Regions from separate parts of the Mus musculus genome. Here regions 1, 2, 3 and 5 are each linked to region 4. The links are chromatin contacts, called in public HiChIP or PLAC-seq and promoter capture Hi-C maps. All regions are on one chromosome and are shown on one strand. Each heading gives the region's core, a stretch centred on a gene start, on an enhancer-like site or on the middle of the called end of the contact. The rest is flanking DNA. Distances are from core to core; before and after follow the strand shown.

Region 1 (2,700 bases), core at 179-2,678, 1.1 Mb after region 4:
TGATGTGAAAGGAACCCGGGTTCTCTGAGAGGAGACAGTCTGGGCATATCAGTGAAGTCATTTACATCATTTTAAAAATGATGTACCCTGAATGTGGGAGGCGCCATCCCATAGGCTGGGGTCCTAGGCTGAGTAACAAGACAAAAACAAGAGGACGACATTCATTTCTCTCTGCTTCTGACTGCAGAACCCAAGTGACCAGCCGCCTCATCCTCCGGCCAGCACAGCTAAGACCTGTTTTGTCTTCTTCTCCTTCGTGCTATGCCATACTCTCATAATGTGAGCAACAGGGCTGGAGAGATGGCTCCGCGGTTAAGAGCATCTGTTGCGTCCCTTTCCCAGCACCCAGAGGGTGGTTCCCAACCATCTACCTATAACTCCAGTCCTATAAGACCCTAAGACTCTTTCGTGTTGGCAAACACCGCTAATGTTGCAAAAGAGTGTGAGGGCACCAGGCACACACCTGATGCACACGCAGACAGTCAAACAAAACGTTTTAGAGGAATCCTTTAAAAATTAATTTTAAAAAGCTTAATGAAAAGCCGGGCGTGGTGGTGCACGCCTTTAATCCCAGCACTTGGGAGGCAGAGGCAGGCGGATTTCTGAGTTCGAGGCCAGCCTAGTCTACAGAGTGAGTTCCAGGACAGCCAGGGCTACACAGAGAAACCCTGTCTCGAATAACAAAAAAAAAAAAAAAAGCTTAATGAAAAGACTTAGGGAGATGACTCATGTACAACATGTAGAACCACGTTATTTGTAATTCTAAGAGCCTGACATACGTTAGCTCTGATGACCCTGACTTAAAATTGTCACCACCACCACCCCCATGTCACCGAAAAGGACTTAGTCCCAGGGAACCTCCCAAGTCTTTGCTGTCTTCCAGTCTGGCCACACTGACCATATCGCCGCCTTCTGCCTCCCGCTTTTAAGTTGCTTATTATGAACGAACCGGTGGCCAGACCTGACTTGGGACTCAGGTTGTGATTGCCCCCCAAGTTCGGAAATATCCACACCCCACAACCCTGGAGCCCGCCTCTGCCTGAGGCTCGGTGCCTAAGCTAGCTTGGTCCTTTCCTTAGGTTCTACACATACCCAGCCTCGGACCTTCGATTTATAAAACCGTAAAGGCCTGTTGTCCCACTTTTGACTCAGCAGAAGGACTTTATGTAAATCACCACCGTGCGTCCTTGGATGGCCCGTGGGAAGTCTGTGCATTTGCACACGCCCATCTAACACCGTCCCGCGAGGCCAGGGCCAGTGCACACCCGAGCTGCGCCCTTGGCCCTCGCTCACCGGGGGACAGCGAGCGTGGGAGCCCCGGCCCAACGCTACTCCCTGCTCCTCCCACGCCCCCTTTCCTTCCTGGCCGGAAGGACGCACTTCCGGCGGATGGGGCGGAGGGGTGGGCGTCTCGGCCCCGGAAACGGAAGTGAGCGGTTTGGCCGGCGGACTCGAGCAGGTTTATAGATCTCACAGAGCTGTTTCAAAGATGGTGAGTGAGCGCGGAGGGCCGCCGTCGCGGCGGGTACTCGTGGTGCGGGCACGATCGCGACTGCCCGGTCCCGGCGGGTGTCTGACGTGGGCGGGACCCGGGCTGCACTCTCTCGGGTGGTCCTGGCTCCGATCGGACGGCGCGGGTCAGTTCCCCGGGCCTCCCAGGCCACAGCGCCCCTTCCCAGCAGTGGAGGCGGATGCACTCCATGCACTGGGCACCTCCGAAAGCCAAGCCTTGTGTGCGTGTTGGGACACGCCACGTGCCTTCTCCCTTAGGGTGACTGCACCCCTACACCCGCCAAGGCGCACGACCGCCCGTTGCATTCGTACAGCTCAGCCTCGGTTTACAAACATCTCTCTGTGTGCCATGTGTCGCTCCCGTTTTGTTCGTATAGTTAGTGCTTGAACTCCCTCGCATCCCCCTCTGGCCTCTCCTCCCCTTCTGGCCTCTCCTCCTGCCCCACTTTCTGTTTCTCTTTGAGCATAGTCCTGAGTCACTATGGCACTCCTCCGCACGCCATCTGCCCACGTCCAGAAAGCTTGGATTGGCAGAGACCGCTAACCAGTGTAAAGGAATGTGAGAAACGCTGAAATATGAATGGTTTTTAGGTCTTCATAGACTTAACTTGTATCTGACACTGAACTAGAACCTTAAGGAGTCCTCATATTTTACAAAAGGACACCGGGACGATAGTAACAGCAATACTAGAGTTCAGAATTTCCCCTTTGTGTGTAGCGAAACTTCTCCTTTGGTGCTTTTCAGTACATCTGTCCCCAGGAGAACACTGTACTGTAGTGGTGTCAGTCAGCATTGGGACAGCTATAATCATAGACAGGGCCAGTCCTGGAAGTCTGTGCTTGACTGGCAGTCACGGAGTAGGTGACTGTCCAGGATAGATTACCTGTTGTCTTCCTGATCCCCGTGGTTTCCTGTGTGAAGAGTGGGGACACCAACAGTACCAGGCCCTTGAATTATAGAGTTGGAGCCCCGAACTCTATTTCTCAGATGTTAATGAGGTCTAGAAGGAGATTGTTAGCGATTTTGTTGGTGAGGTGGTGTGTTTTGGGGAAACCTTGTGCAGAATTGGGGAGACTGGTGAGGCTCAAGCAAGACCCAGTTGGGGCTGCTGACATTCCCCCCCATGCGAGCTGCCAGGTCAAATACACAGGTGAAGTAAGTCTATCAACTAGCTGCTTTCTCAGAAT
Region 2 (2,700 bases), core at 53-2,552, 1.8 Mb before region 4:
ATGATGAAAATGTGAGGTAGGGGTGGAAAGAGCGGTGGAGGTGCAGCGAGGGGGCGGGATCTACATGAAGTTGAAAGGTGTGTGGCTATGTACAAGGCCTGAAGAAAAGCAGGCAGGGGGGTAGGTGTGGATCAGAGGGTGCTGGGGCGGTGTCAAGAGAGGACACTAGAGGGGACCGGTGGAGGGCCCCGAGGGGTGGTACCTATATGCAGCTGAGGGTAGGTGTGGGGCAGAAAGGAGAGGGGGGGGGGGAGTCCTGTAGTGGAGGAGCTAGGGGGCGGGACCTGATCCAGAAGGGTAAAGTTAGGGGCAGAGGGAGAAAGCTAGGGGGCGTGGCCCATATGCAACTGATGGTAGGTGTGGGCAGATAGAGTAGTGTGGGCAGGGGGGGATAGGCAAGAACCTGAAGAGAAAGGAGCCAGAGGCGGGGCCAAGAGAATCAGCCACAGGGGTGGAATCTATGATAGAGGGATGAACAGCAAGCCAGGCTTAATGCAGAAAAGGCAGCTGCCTGGGCCTGCAGAGCAAGCAGGGGGCGGGGAATGATGCAGAGGGAGGAGCCATAGGGCGGGTCGCCAAAGCTACAAAGTAGTCAAGGGGTGGAGCCTGTGAGGGGGAGGGGGAGTCTGCAGAAGAGTCGAGGGCTGAGCCTAGTTAAGGGGGCGAGTCTGCAGATCGGAGAGGCGTGGCTTGATGCAGAGGGAGGGCGGGGCTGCCGCAGCGGGGCGTGTCCTGATGTGCCAGGGGCGGGCCCTGATGCAGAGGGAGGGGACGGGGCGGCAGGGGCGGCGCCTGCAGAGCACCCGGGGGGCGGGGCCGGGAGCGCGAGCGAGGGGCGCACGCCGTAGGGGGTGCAGCGGTCCCGGGACAACGGCCGGTGCAAGGGGGGGGGGGGGGGAGGGGGCGGGGCGGGAGTCCGCAGGGTCCCTGGGACAGTCTAGGGGCGCGAGGGCCGCGGCCCTGTCGTGCCTACCTGTCAGACGGATCTTGATGCTGGAGCCGTTCCTACGGGTCCCGGGGTTCGACATCTCCCGCCAGCGGCCGGCCGGCCTCGGATCCAGTGCCGCCGCCCCCCAGCCCGGCCCGGCCCGGCCCCGCCGCCGCCTCAAGGTTACGGCCACGGGCTGGGCGCCGGGGTCCGAGCCGGGACGCCGAGTGCGCGGCGCAGGCGTTGGGCCGGAGACCACGGGCTGGAACCGTAGAACCGAGCGCTCGGCCGCGCCGCCGCCAGGAGCCGCCCCTGGCTGGCCCAGCCCGGAGCCGCCGCGCTCGCAGCCGGACGCCCGCCGCCCTCGCTGCTTCCGCCGCCGCCTCCCGAGCTGCGCGCGCCCGCCGCCTTGCCGGCCCGGCCCTGCGCGGCCTCGCGCTTGCGTGTGTGCGTGCGTGCGCGCGCCCGAGCACGGCGCTACGCGGACCGCGCTTGTCCTGGGCGCGCGCAAGGGGGTCTGGGGGAGCTGCAAGGTTCCTGCAGCCGGCGGGGAGCCTTGAAACAGACACCACCGTGGCCACCACCGCCCCACACACGTAGACGACACACACGCACACACAAGCGGCGCAGTCGGAGCTGGTTCTTAGTCACAATCTCAGAACCAACTGATTTGCTTGTGCGACGATTTGGGGGAACCGATTGTTTCTTCAGTGTCGGACTTTTCAAAGCTCCTGATGGAAGCCAGGGTGTTGCATGAAACCCCAAGAACCGTGCGCGCGTGCGCGCGTGGGTACACACTAGATCCTGCAAGTTCCAAGGGAAGACTTCCCGCAGTGATCGAGTGTCGGATGTGCCCTGTGCAACTGGTGTATTCGATTGACAAAGTGGCTAGACTCAGAGGAAGTGCGGCATATGGACCAGCTAAACAAGATGAAGGATGTAAATGGAGAGGTGGTGGTTTTGTGGATAGGAACCTGCATGCAACTGAACTAACCCAGAGAAGTAAGCAGTCGGGTTTTCGAGTCCCTGCCTTCTGATGAACCCACCCCCAAACCCCCAGAGTGTCAGGCCGGTAAAAAGTAAAAGCCGGGCTTTCTTTCCCCAGCAAGCAAACCAATCTCTATGGTAACGCATTCTAGAGAGGAAATAAAAGGTTCTTGAAAAGGCTGCGTATATTTACCAAACTCCCATCCGACCTGAACTTAATTCACTTCATGGGCAGACTCTATGGTTCTTCCTTAGAACCAGCTACCCACAGCGTTTGACCACCCTCTTTGGAGACAGGGGCTCATCTGTAGCTGAGGCTGACCTCAAAACTGTGATTCCCCCTACTCAGCCTCCGGAGCGCAGGGATTACAGGCTTGTACCTGTTCTTGTCCTAGGCAGTTTGGTTTTATGAGCCTGTGCAGCCCAGACTATTTAATAATGGAGGGAAAATATCTTAAGAATAGGATCGTGTATGGGCAACGGTTAATCCAGACTCTAACTCTGCTTCCATTTCTAAGCCGTTGTCGCTGAGAGCGAGACCCTAGGTTGGAATAAATCCATTTAGGAGTCTTTGATTGGTGTTGGGAGAATAGCACCATTGGTAAGGTGTTCGATGGTGCAAGCACAAGAAGCTAAGTTTTGTGAGGCTTTTTTTTAGATATTTCTGTTACCTATATAGGAGTGTTTTGTGTGCGTGTTTGTATGTGTGCATCACAAGGTGCTGGATCTGGAGCGGGTGTTTGTGAGCCACCGTGTGGGTGCTGGGAACTGAACTTAGGTCCTCT
Region 3 (2,875 bases), core at 226-2,725, 1.6 Mb before region 4:
GAGATCTGACACCCTCTTCCGCTGTGTCTGAAGACAGCTACAGTATACTCATATACATAAAATAAATAAATCCTCAAAAAATTTTTTTTTGATCAGGGTGTATGTAGCCCCGGATAGTGTAGAACTCACTATGTAGACTAGTCTGGGAACTCACAGAGATCCACCTGTCAGGTATAGACCACCACATAGGCTACCACACCTGTTGTGGGCAGTTTTTTTTTCCCTTAAGATTTATTTTTATTTTGTGTGTGTATGTGTGTGCATATGTGTGCACTGTGCCAAATGTGTGACAGGAGCCCAAGAGAGACCATCCAACCCTCTGGATTTGGAGTTACACTGGTTGTGAGCCACCGTGGGAACTAGGAACTGAGCTCCGGTCCTTTGCAAGAACAGTTAGGGCTTTTACTTGGTAAGCCATTTCTCCAAGCCAAATAATTTTTTATATGTGTATCCTTTGCCTGCATGCATATATGTTCACCTGGGGTGGTCAGCGTCTCCCATGGTCAGAGGGCATTAGATCCACCTCTAGAACCTAGTGACAGGGTTGTTAGCCACAGTTTGAGTTCTGGGAACTTAGCGAACCTTTGTACTCTGGAAGTGCAACAGTGCTCTTCAACACTGAGCCACGTCTTCAGCCCTTGGGCAGTATTTTAAAATATTTGATTTATGTAGCAGTTGTTCCTAATACTAGATAATTATAAGATTGTAAATTACAAGATTCTGAGCTTCACTAATTTCCAGGGGAACAAAATTATGGGAGTCTTGGCTTTGCATCTACTATTGCAAAAATAGTTGAGATAATCAAGCTTGAGGAGAGATTTTTGTGTCACAGTTTCAAACAGTTCTCAGTTAAACTTGCTCCCTTTGTGTCTACAGTGAAGCTGCACACAGCGAAGAACTCCTGTTGGAAGAAGTTGCTCACCTCATGGTAGGCAAAGAATCAAACATGAAGGAAAGGGTGGGACTCAAAGTAGGGCCTGACAGGAAAATCTTGGTGACCTTGGGCGAATCCTCTTGGGGAAAACGTTTGTCCCTTCCAGGCAGGGCAACACCTAGTATGTCCCTTTCTGTGGGCAATTTGGGGTCAGGCACTTCCTAGGAGAAATAAAGCCGGACCAAACCAGTATTAGACACGAGGGTGGTATTTCATCTTCTGCTTAGGAATCCTCCTGCACGCTCTTGCGGCCCGGGAGGAGTCGGGAGTTCTTTCCCAACCTCTGTCGCCCTCCTGGTGTAAGATGCGCCCTAATCAGCAGGGAGGGCTGTGCGACCTCGAGAAAGCGAAGCACAACAGCAACTAAGGCCTTATCTAGCGATGCTGCGGACCCCACCCACGAGACCGCATCCCGTGTCCGTCAGCTGACAGCTCGACCCGGGACACCCTCACCCCTGCTCTTCATCCGGGAACCTCACCCGGGACCGCCCTCCCGTGGACTTCCGTCGCCGGAAGTGACGTAAGGCGTCAGCCTTCTGGCAGTCGAGAGAGTGGCCCCGGACAGGCTGGTGCAGCTGAGCGAGGAGCGCCTCCGTGACGGGACAGTCTCCAGGCCCGCCTCTCCACCTGGGTGAGTCCCGGGGAACCGTTGTCGCGTCGCCGTGGGAGCGACCGCTTGTTTGGCCCGCGGGGCGGACGCGCAGGAGGCGCCGCGTGCGGGCTGACGGCTGTTCCCGGAGCTGGGGCGCGCGGAAGGCCGGGCTCGCGGCCCTGTTTTCCCCTCTTCCCGGGTTCGTCGCGGAGCCCGGGGAGCCGGGGTGGCCCCGTGGTGCGAACCCAGTGGCCGGGCCCGGGTGGCAGCTCGGTCTTGTGGCCCGCTTCGCCCTCTGGGGACCGAACCTTTGCCCAAGAGAGAGGTAGGCGGAGGGTGGCTCTGGGCGAGGCCTGCGGACGGGCCGGGAGCCTGGCGGAGGGCGGTGGACGGTGGACGGTGGACGGAACCCGGGCTCGTCCTTGGATCTGAAGGACACCAGGCTCCTCGCAGCCCTCCCTCGTGCTGCGCGCAGGTGGCTCGACCAGCCTGCCCTAAGGGTCTGTCTCCTAAGTGAGTTGTATCATTATTCATCGGGGCCCATTGAGTAATGCAGAACGGCCTTACCGCTTACCACATGATTCCTAAGGGGCCTGCTTTTGAGAAAAACAATGAGTAATCTTATCTGGCGTGTTTCACTGGGTCTCAGCTTGAGCCTCTAAATTACTTAGGACGCTCCATGGAAAGGTTTACGCAGTTGTACTGTGTTGAAAAAAATTCTTTTAATGGTAGCTATTTTGTTGTTGTTGTTGTTGTTGTTGTTTTGGTTTGGGTTTTTAAAAGACAGCTTTGAGGCTAACCTTGAACTTCTGAACCTCCTGTCTAAATCTTCCGAGAGCTGGGATTACACGCCCAGCGATACACACACACACACACACACACACACACATATATTTTAAACCACAGATTTGGGATTGTTCAGTAGAGTCTGAGTAATATCGAATTCTTACACCTTCCTGTTTGGGTTTTAAGTTTTGAAACCGAATGGTACTCATGTTTGTTTTTTTGTGAAGGGGGAGGTTGTTATGGATTGAAGGTAGGGCCTTGTGCATACTAGGAAGTACTCTACCCTTAAATTACAGGCATCTCCTGCTTCTGTGTTTTTCTTTTTGTTTATTTTGGTAACTTTTTAGGTTTTAAACCCTTCTTGGGCCCTAATTACCATGCACTTTACTTAATTACATTTAGAGAAACTTAAGTCTGTGGACTGTGACAACTAAAATCTAGTGGGGCTGGGTTTCTAGACAGGGTTTCTTTCTGAGGCACTGGCTGTCTTGGAATGTAGATCAGGTTAGCTCCAAACTCGTGTCTACCTGCTTCTGCCTCACCAGTGCTGGAATTAAAGGCTT
Region 4 (2,914 bases), core at 5-2,504:
TCACAATCTCTACGGCGAAGTTCATAAAGGAGGTAATGGATTTGCTTTATCACGTGGGAAGCCGTGGTGCTTCTGGCAATGCACAAAAACACGTTTGGAACCCACCCGCGCGCGTTTCGTTTTTTTCGGGGGAATCTGTGTACTTCAACCCCACACAGCGGTGTCTGCTCTATTAAAATAAACAAATGACAGGAAAGCGAATGCAGCTTTTCAAGATTAACACAGATTCCCAGAGACAAGGCTGCCATCTGGACGGACACAGGTTGGAAGCCGCAAGAGTTCCTATCGCTTCAGAGAGTTGAAAATAAGAAAACATTTCAACAGCACTCTTAAAAGTTTCCACCTTCACACGCCCCCTTCCCGAGCCAGGGCCTGGGGCTCCACCTAACCCGAGGAGGAACTCCGCCAGGACTTCCGTCTTCCAGTAGGATCGAGACCCTTCCTTCCTGCCGCAGACCCCCGCCCTGCCCCGCGCAGGGCCCCAAGGAAATGCCGCGTCCCTTCCCCTGGCACAATCCCCTCGCTTCCCGGTACCAGTCCCCAGTTTAAAGTCCCGGCTCCAGCCTCCAACCTCAGTCCACACCTCGAGTCCCCAAGTCCCCAACCCCAGTCTGCAGCCCTTACCCCCAACCCCGTCCCTGAGCCCCCAGGCCCTAGTCCCCAGCCACAGTCCCCGAGTCCCCGGTGCCCAGACCCAGAGCTCCCCGTCCTCAACTGCGACCCCGTGGTCAGGACCCAACCCCGAGCCCCGGTCGGTCCTATCCCCAGTGTCCCGGCCCCGCCTGCCGTGTCCAGCACGCCTTCCCCGCGGCCACTCGGCCCCGCGCCCGGTCCGCCCGCACACGACCAGGCCCGCGGGCGGCGCCTCGAAGGCGGGGACCGGCCCCCCGGGCCGCGCTGCCGCCGCACCTACCATGGTACAGATGGAGGCGAATTTGGAGACTGTCATTAGGATTTCCATCCGCCCGGCGCCATCTTCCAGACAGTCGCGGCGGGCGGGGGACGCGGGGAGCCGGGCCGCCCGCTCGCTCCGCAGCCCGCGGCCGCACCCGGAGCCGCCGCCGACCCACGCTTCTAGCCTGCTGGGCCGCCGCTGCCGTCGTCGCCGCGGGCGCTCAGGCTTCCTCCGGCCCAGCCCCCGCCCGCCGGCCGCCCGCCCGCCCCCGGCTCCGCCCCGGCGCACGGCGCAGCCGCCGCCTCAGGGCCCGCGCCTGCCCGGGAAGCCGCTCACAGCACACCCCGCCCAGCGCGCTGGGGAGAGAGCTCCGCGCAGGCCCTACCGCCCCGACGACCGGGCAGCGTCCTTCCGCCCCGCCCGCCTCCGGCGCCGCCACGCCCACCGCAGCTGTGCCACGCCCATGGTGCCCCGCCCTCCCACGGGGGGGGGGCGAGCTTGGGGAGGACGGCTCCACCCAGTGCGCGTTGGGGCGGGGCGAGACCCGTGCCGCGTTCCTCCTGCAGATGGGTCCTAGCGCCGACGTGAAGCACCTACCTTAGCTTGCAAGAGCGGGTCTTTAGGGGATCGAGCCTTTGCTCTGCGGCGTCTGTGACATCAAGCAGCCTTTAGAGCGACTGACAGTCAGTTGAAACAGAAGACGGAGACCATATCTGGGAAACTGGATGGGTTGGAAGGCAACCCCGCCAGAGTCCCAAGCACTTGGATGTTTTTCTGGGGTGAATCATCTGGGCCTAATTCCCTAAGAAAAGGCTAATTAGATAAAAAGACAAGATTTAACTCTATGAATTAGCAGTAGTGGGGGAGAAGAGGAAGGGGAGCCAATCCTGAAAAACAGTGGGATACCAACTTGGAATTTGTAACAGGGTGGTATGTCCCAAGTAAGAAGCCGAAGCCAATGTGTGAGGAGCACATAGACCGTGTTAGCTAGTGGATGAACGCTTCCTATTTTCTACCGGCAGAAAATTCATAAAACTTCATAAATTACTACTTTAAAAAGCCTGTGATTTGTTTTGATTGGTGATCTGAGGGTAGGACCTTTTCTGCCTTCCACCCAACTCCCCACCACACCGGGTCTGTGGAACTTGGGGCCTAAATTCCGACGAAAGCTCTAAAATCTGATAAGCCTCACTTCATAGTCCAAAGCATTCAAAAGACCGAGAATTTGAACAAAATTTAGTCGAGAAACAGATTTCTGGTACATGAATACTGTTTCCATAGCAATTCCATTGTAAGCGTTGGGGGAGGGGAACACCCACTGAATACAGCTAAGTATTCTGGCAGCTGCTTATTCTCCAGGTATCTACCTTCGTAGTGGCTAGGCCTCCCGCTTTTCTGTAGATACCACGGCAGGGGCTTGGACTCTGGTTTACACCAGTTCAGATCTATGCAATGTTTGTCGCGTTGCTCGCCACTCTAGACTCCACAAGCATAGAGCATGGTCGTACAACATCTATATTTTAAAGGTAAGGATGGGAGCTGGACATATGGCTTAGTTGGCGAAGTGTTTGTGTAGGTGTTCTGAGGTTTCATATCCTCAGCTGAAGTGCTAATCCTACTATGGTAAGGTCATCCTCAGCTATTTAATGAGTTCAAGACCAGCCTGGATCACTTGAGTCCTTGTCCCCAAAAAAATAAATGAATGAAAAGCCAGTCACAGGGAATTGTGACATGCACCTACAATCCCAGCATAGGAAACAGAGAAAGGTGAGTCTCTGTGAGTTCAAGGGCAGCCTGGACTAAATAGCAAATCTACAGATCAGCCAGATCTATGCAGGGAGACCTGGCCTCAAAAATAAATAAAAGAGAATAAACAGCACATGTATGAAATTGTCAAAAAGAAATTAGCAAAAGCCAATGAGTAATTAATTAAAATGTTGAGCAAATAAAACCCTCCAGCTGTCAGTGTGCCGCCTCAGAATTCCTGTCATAGGCTAGGTAGTCTGCTGGATAAGGTTT
Region 5 (2,800 bases), core at 40-2,539, 1.6 Mb before region 4:
TCAATTCCCAACAACCACATGAAGGCTCACAGCCATCTGTACAACTATAGTGTACTCACATACATTAAATAAATAAATAAATAAACAAACAAATCTTTTTTAAAAAGAGTCAGAAAAGAGAGACAAGTTTACTCAGAGGGTAGGCTCTGAGTTAGGAAGACCTGGCTCTGTGCAGGGTGGGGAGTGGGAGATCAGTCAAACTTACTATCTCAGCTGGGTAGAAAAGAGTCAGAAATTCAGGGTCACCCTCAGCTATAATGTCAACTTCAAGACCAGCCTGGGCTTCATGAGATTGTCTTTAAAAAGTAAGAGTAAGTCGTGATGGGCCATGCCTTTAGGCCCTGCACCAGGGAGACAGAGGCAGGAGAATTTCTATGAGTTCAATGCCAGTCTGGTCTACAACTGTGAGTCCACGCTACTCAGGGCTACCTAGAGATCCCCAGTCTCGACAACAACAACAAGAGGCTCAAGAGGGTCTCAGCAGATAAAGGTGCTTACTGCAGAGCTCGGTGACCTGAGCTTGATTCCTGAACATACTTGGAAGGACTTGTGGTACAAGCTTTTCCCTAATCTGCACTCGAGTGGTGTGGAAGGCACATATATGCACATGCTCCCTCTCACAGAGCTACACCCTCTCACCCTCGCATTCTATTTTTATTAGGCTGTGCTGGGCCTGCTTACTTTGAAGCCCTTTAATAAAAAAACAAAACAAACAAACAACAACAAAAACAAGACATAATAACAGGGAAAAGAGGTATGACGGTATTTTGAGGCTTAGCTCTACTAGGTTGACTCGCTCTCCAGGGTCTCATGTAATGCAGTCTGGTCTTGAGCTTCTGACCCTTCTGCCTCCACTTGCCAGTTAGTGGGATTACAAGTCTGTACTAACACTACCGGCTTATGCGGTGGTGGGGCAAGCACTTTACCAACTGAGCCACACCTCCTGCCCCCTTACCCGACTTTTAAACGTCTGCATTAGAGCTACACCCACAGAGAGACCTGGGACCCTAGGTCGCCCCTTGCTTCCTCTCCCCAGGCCTTTAGATCCTCCGTTTTCGCATCTGAGCTTGGACAAAGTCCCTCAGGTCCAATTTCCACCCGGCTTCCGGGTTTCCTATGAGGGTTGAACAGAAACTCACTCTGAGCGTTCTAAGCGGCGAGCCCCTAGTGAGACGTCCTCAGAGTCGAGGGACCGCGGCTCCAGAGACAGCGTTCCTGCCCTCAGCACAGACTACGGAGATCCCGCGCAGGCGCACTTGCGTCGCCGCCTCTTGTGTAAGATACAGAACCGAAAGAAACAGGCGATCGGTCGGCGGCTAGTCAGGCCTGAAGGAGTGGCCGGACTCTGAGCTCCGTTGGCTGAGTCTGGATGGGAAAAAAGGGCCGGCGCGGGCTCCAGCGCTCCCGGCATCCCTCGCGGGGCGGCGGCTGCGGCGGCGGCGGTGGCGGCAAGCGAGAAGGGGACGGGGAGAGGTAGCGTGAGTTGCGGAGAGCGGCTGAGAGACCTGAGGGGGAGCTGGGCCCGAGGCCGCCGCCGCCGCCATGCAGGAAATAATCGCCAGCGTAGATCACATCAAGTTCGACTTGGAGATCGCCGTGGAGCAGCAGCTCGGGGCGCAGCCGCTGCCCTTCCCCGGCATGGATAGTGAGTGCGGGGCCCGGCGGGTGGGTGGGCGAGTCTGATTCTGACCAGAGGTTACCCCAGCCCTGGGCCCTGGAACCCGGGACCCTCGCCTAGTTCCTCCGCTTCCGTCCTGGGACTTCCCGGTGTCACTTGAACTCGGGGAGACCTTTCCTTGGATCCTTGATCCCCGGGGACTGCTCCGTGGCAATCCTCGGGACAGCAGGACTGTGTCGGTTGTTCGCGTAATTCTCCAGTGAACGCGTGTCATCCTGAAGTGGAACTGCCTTCTCCCATCCTGCTCCAACTTCAGCAAAGTCTTAGAATGTCCCCCATTTCCACCTCTTAGCGTGCTCCTCTCTACTTTCATCAGAACTAGGCGGTAGAAGAGTCTGAGTGTATCTGACTGTCGAAGACTCCAAGTAGACCCTCATATTCCAGGCTTGCTTTAGTCTAGCTCCTGGGAAATCCTTCCCTGTCCTGGAATTGTCCGTTTTCCTCACTACCCCACCTCCGGGTCACCTGTCCCAACTCAGGCCCCCAGCGAACCTTTAGACCGAGCTATATTTACTGTCCCTCTTCATGTGATGAGATGGTTTTCCTGTTCTGGTGGGATATATCTTCCGTTTGGGGGAGCTGCTTCAATTCAGACAGAACTGTCCTCTTTGGCCAGGTCGTCCTTGCACATATGTCTACTCTTTGTTGTTGTTGTTTTTCGAGACAGAGTTTCTCTGTATAGCCCTGGCTGTCCTGAAACTCACTCTATAGATCAGGCTAGCCTTTTAAGCACTAGGTTTTTACTCAATTTGATGGCACTGCCTTGAGACCATGGAACATTTGTGTGGGGCAATAGATCCACAAACCTGTGGAGGCAAGTGTGCACTTGAAGTAAAGATTTGGGTTTCTTTAAAAAACACAGAAATAGCCGGGCAGTGGTGGCGCACGCCTTTAATCATGGCTCTTAGGAGGCAGAGGCAGGTGGATTTCTGAGTTCAAGGCCAGCCTGGTCTACAGAGTGAGTTCCAGGACAGCCAGGACTACACAGAGAAACCCTGTCTTGAAGGGAAAAAAACAAAAACAAACAAACAAAATCCAGAACCCAGAAAACTACAGAAATAGGAATATATTTTTATTTTAATCCCAGATATGGGATCTGGGGCTGCTTCAGATTTTCCATAG

Evidence for each region. Promoter capture Hi-C pulls out the DNA fragments that hold promoters and counts their contacts. HiChIP or PLAC-seq counts read pairs in DNA pulled down with a chosen protein or histone mark.
Region 1: a contact with region 4 is called in a promoter capture Hi-C map of pre-B cells. The contact joins the promoter of Pomp here to the promoter of Usp12 in region 4. A contact is called at or near these places in 10 of 39 promoter capture datasets (the 3T3-L1 cell line, 3T3-L1-derived adipocytes, the HPC-7 cell line and 5 more), 2 of 484 Hi-C or Micro-C datasets (B cells and embryonic stem cells), 2 of 115 datasets of contacts at active chromatin or transcription factors (microglia and pancreatic cancer cells) and 2 of 9 other capture datasets (adipose tissue and liver).
Region 2: a contact with region 4 is called in an HNF4G HiChIP or PLAC-seq map of pancreatic cancer cells. The contact joins the promoter of Smurf1 here to the promoter of Usp12 in region 4. A contact is called at or near these places in 1 of 484 Hi-C or Micro-C datasets (embryonic stem cells) and 2 of 115 datasets of contacts at active chromatin or transcription factors (embryonic stem cells and pancreatic cancer cells).
Region 3: a contact with region 4 is called in a promoter capture Hi-C map of maxillary cranial neural crest. The contact joins the promoter of Zfp655 here to the promoter of Usp12 in region 4. A contact is called at or near these places in 8 of 39 promoter capture datasets (cranial neural crest, embryonic stem cells, frontonasal cranial neural crest and 4 more), 1 of 484 Hi-C or Micro-C datasets (B cells) and 1 of 115 datasets of contacts at active chromatin or transcription factors (pancreatic cancer cells).
Region 5: an H3K4me3 HiChIP or PLAC-seq map of embryonic forebrain shows a contact between it and region 4, with 3 times the contacts expected there. The contact joins the promoter of Ptcd1 here to the promoter of Usp12 in region 4. A contact is called at or near these places in 2 of 39 promoter capture datasets (cranial neural crest and hippocampal neurons), 1 of 484 Hi-C or Micro-C datasets (B cells) and 2 of 115 datasets of contacts at active chromatin or transcription factors (embryonic forebrain and large pre-B cells).

What each region holds. Positions count from the first base shown.
Region 1 is chr5:147,859,200-147,861,899 of GRCm38.p6, forward strand. It overlaps Pomp (proteasome maturation protein), which reads left to right and starts at 1,429. Exons shown (of 6, transcript NM_025624.3): 1 at 1,429-1,492. The coding sequence starts at 1,490.
Region 2 is chr5:144,964,528-144,967,227 of GRCm38.p6, forward strand. Smurf1 (SMAD specific E3 ubiquitin protein ligase 1) reads right to left here and starts at 1,303. Exons shown (of 18, transcript NM_001038627.1): 1 at 974-1,303. The coding sequence starts at 1,028.
Region 3 is chr5:145,230,267-145,233,141 of GRCm38.p6, forward strand. It overlaps Zfp655 (zinc finger protein 655), which reads left to right and starts at 1,476. Exons shown (of 4, transcript NM_028298.4): 1 at 1,476-1,565. It also overlaps Gm6287.
Region 4 is chr5:146,793,702-146,796,615 of GRCm38.p6, forward strand. Usp12 (ubiquitin specific peptidase 12) reads right to left here and starts at 1,255. Exons shown (of 9, transcript NM_011669.3): 1 at 914-1,255. The coding sequence starts at 961. 1700041I07Rik (a long non-coding RNA gene) reads left to right here and starts at 2,124. Exons shown (of 2, transcript XR_377208.4): 1 at 2,124-2,421.
Region 5 is chr5:145,165,815-145,168,614 of GRCm38.p6, forward strand. Ptcd1 (pentatricopeptide repeat domain 1) reads right to left here and starts at 1,290. Exons shown (of 9, transcript NM_133735.2): 1 at 1,140-1,290. It overlaps Cpsf4 (cleavage and polyadenylation specific factor 4), which reads left to right and starts at 1,399. Exons shown (of 8, transcript NM_001291248.1): 1 at 1,399-1,645. The coding sequence starts at 1,543.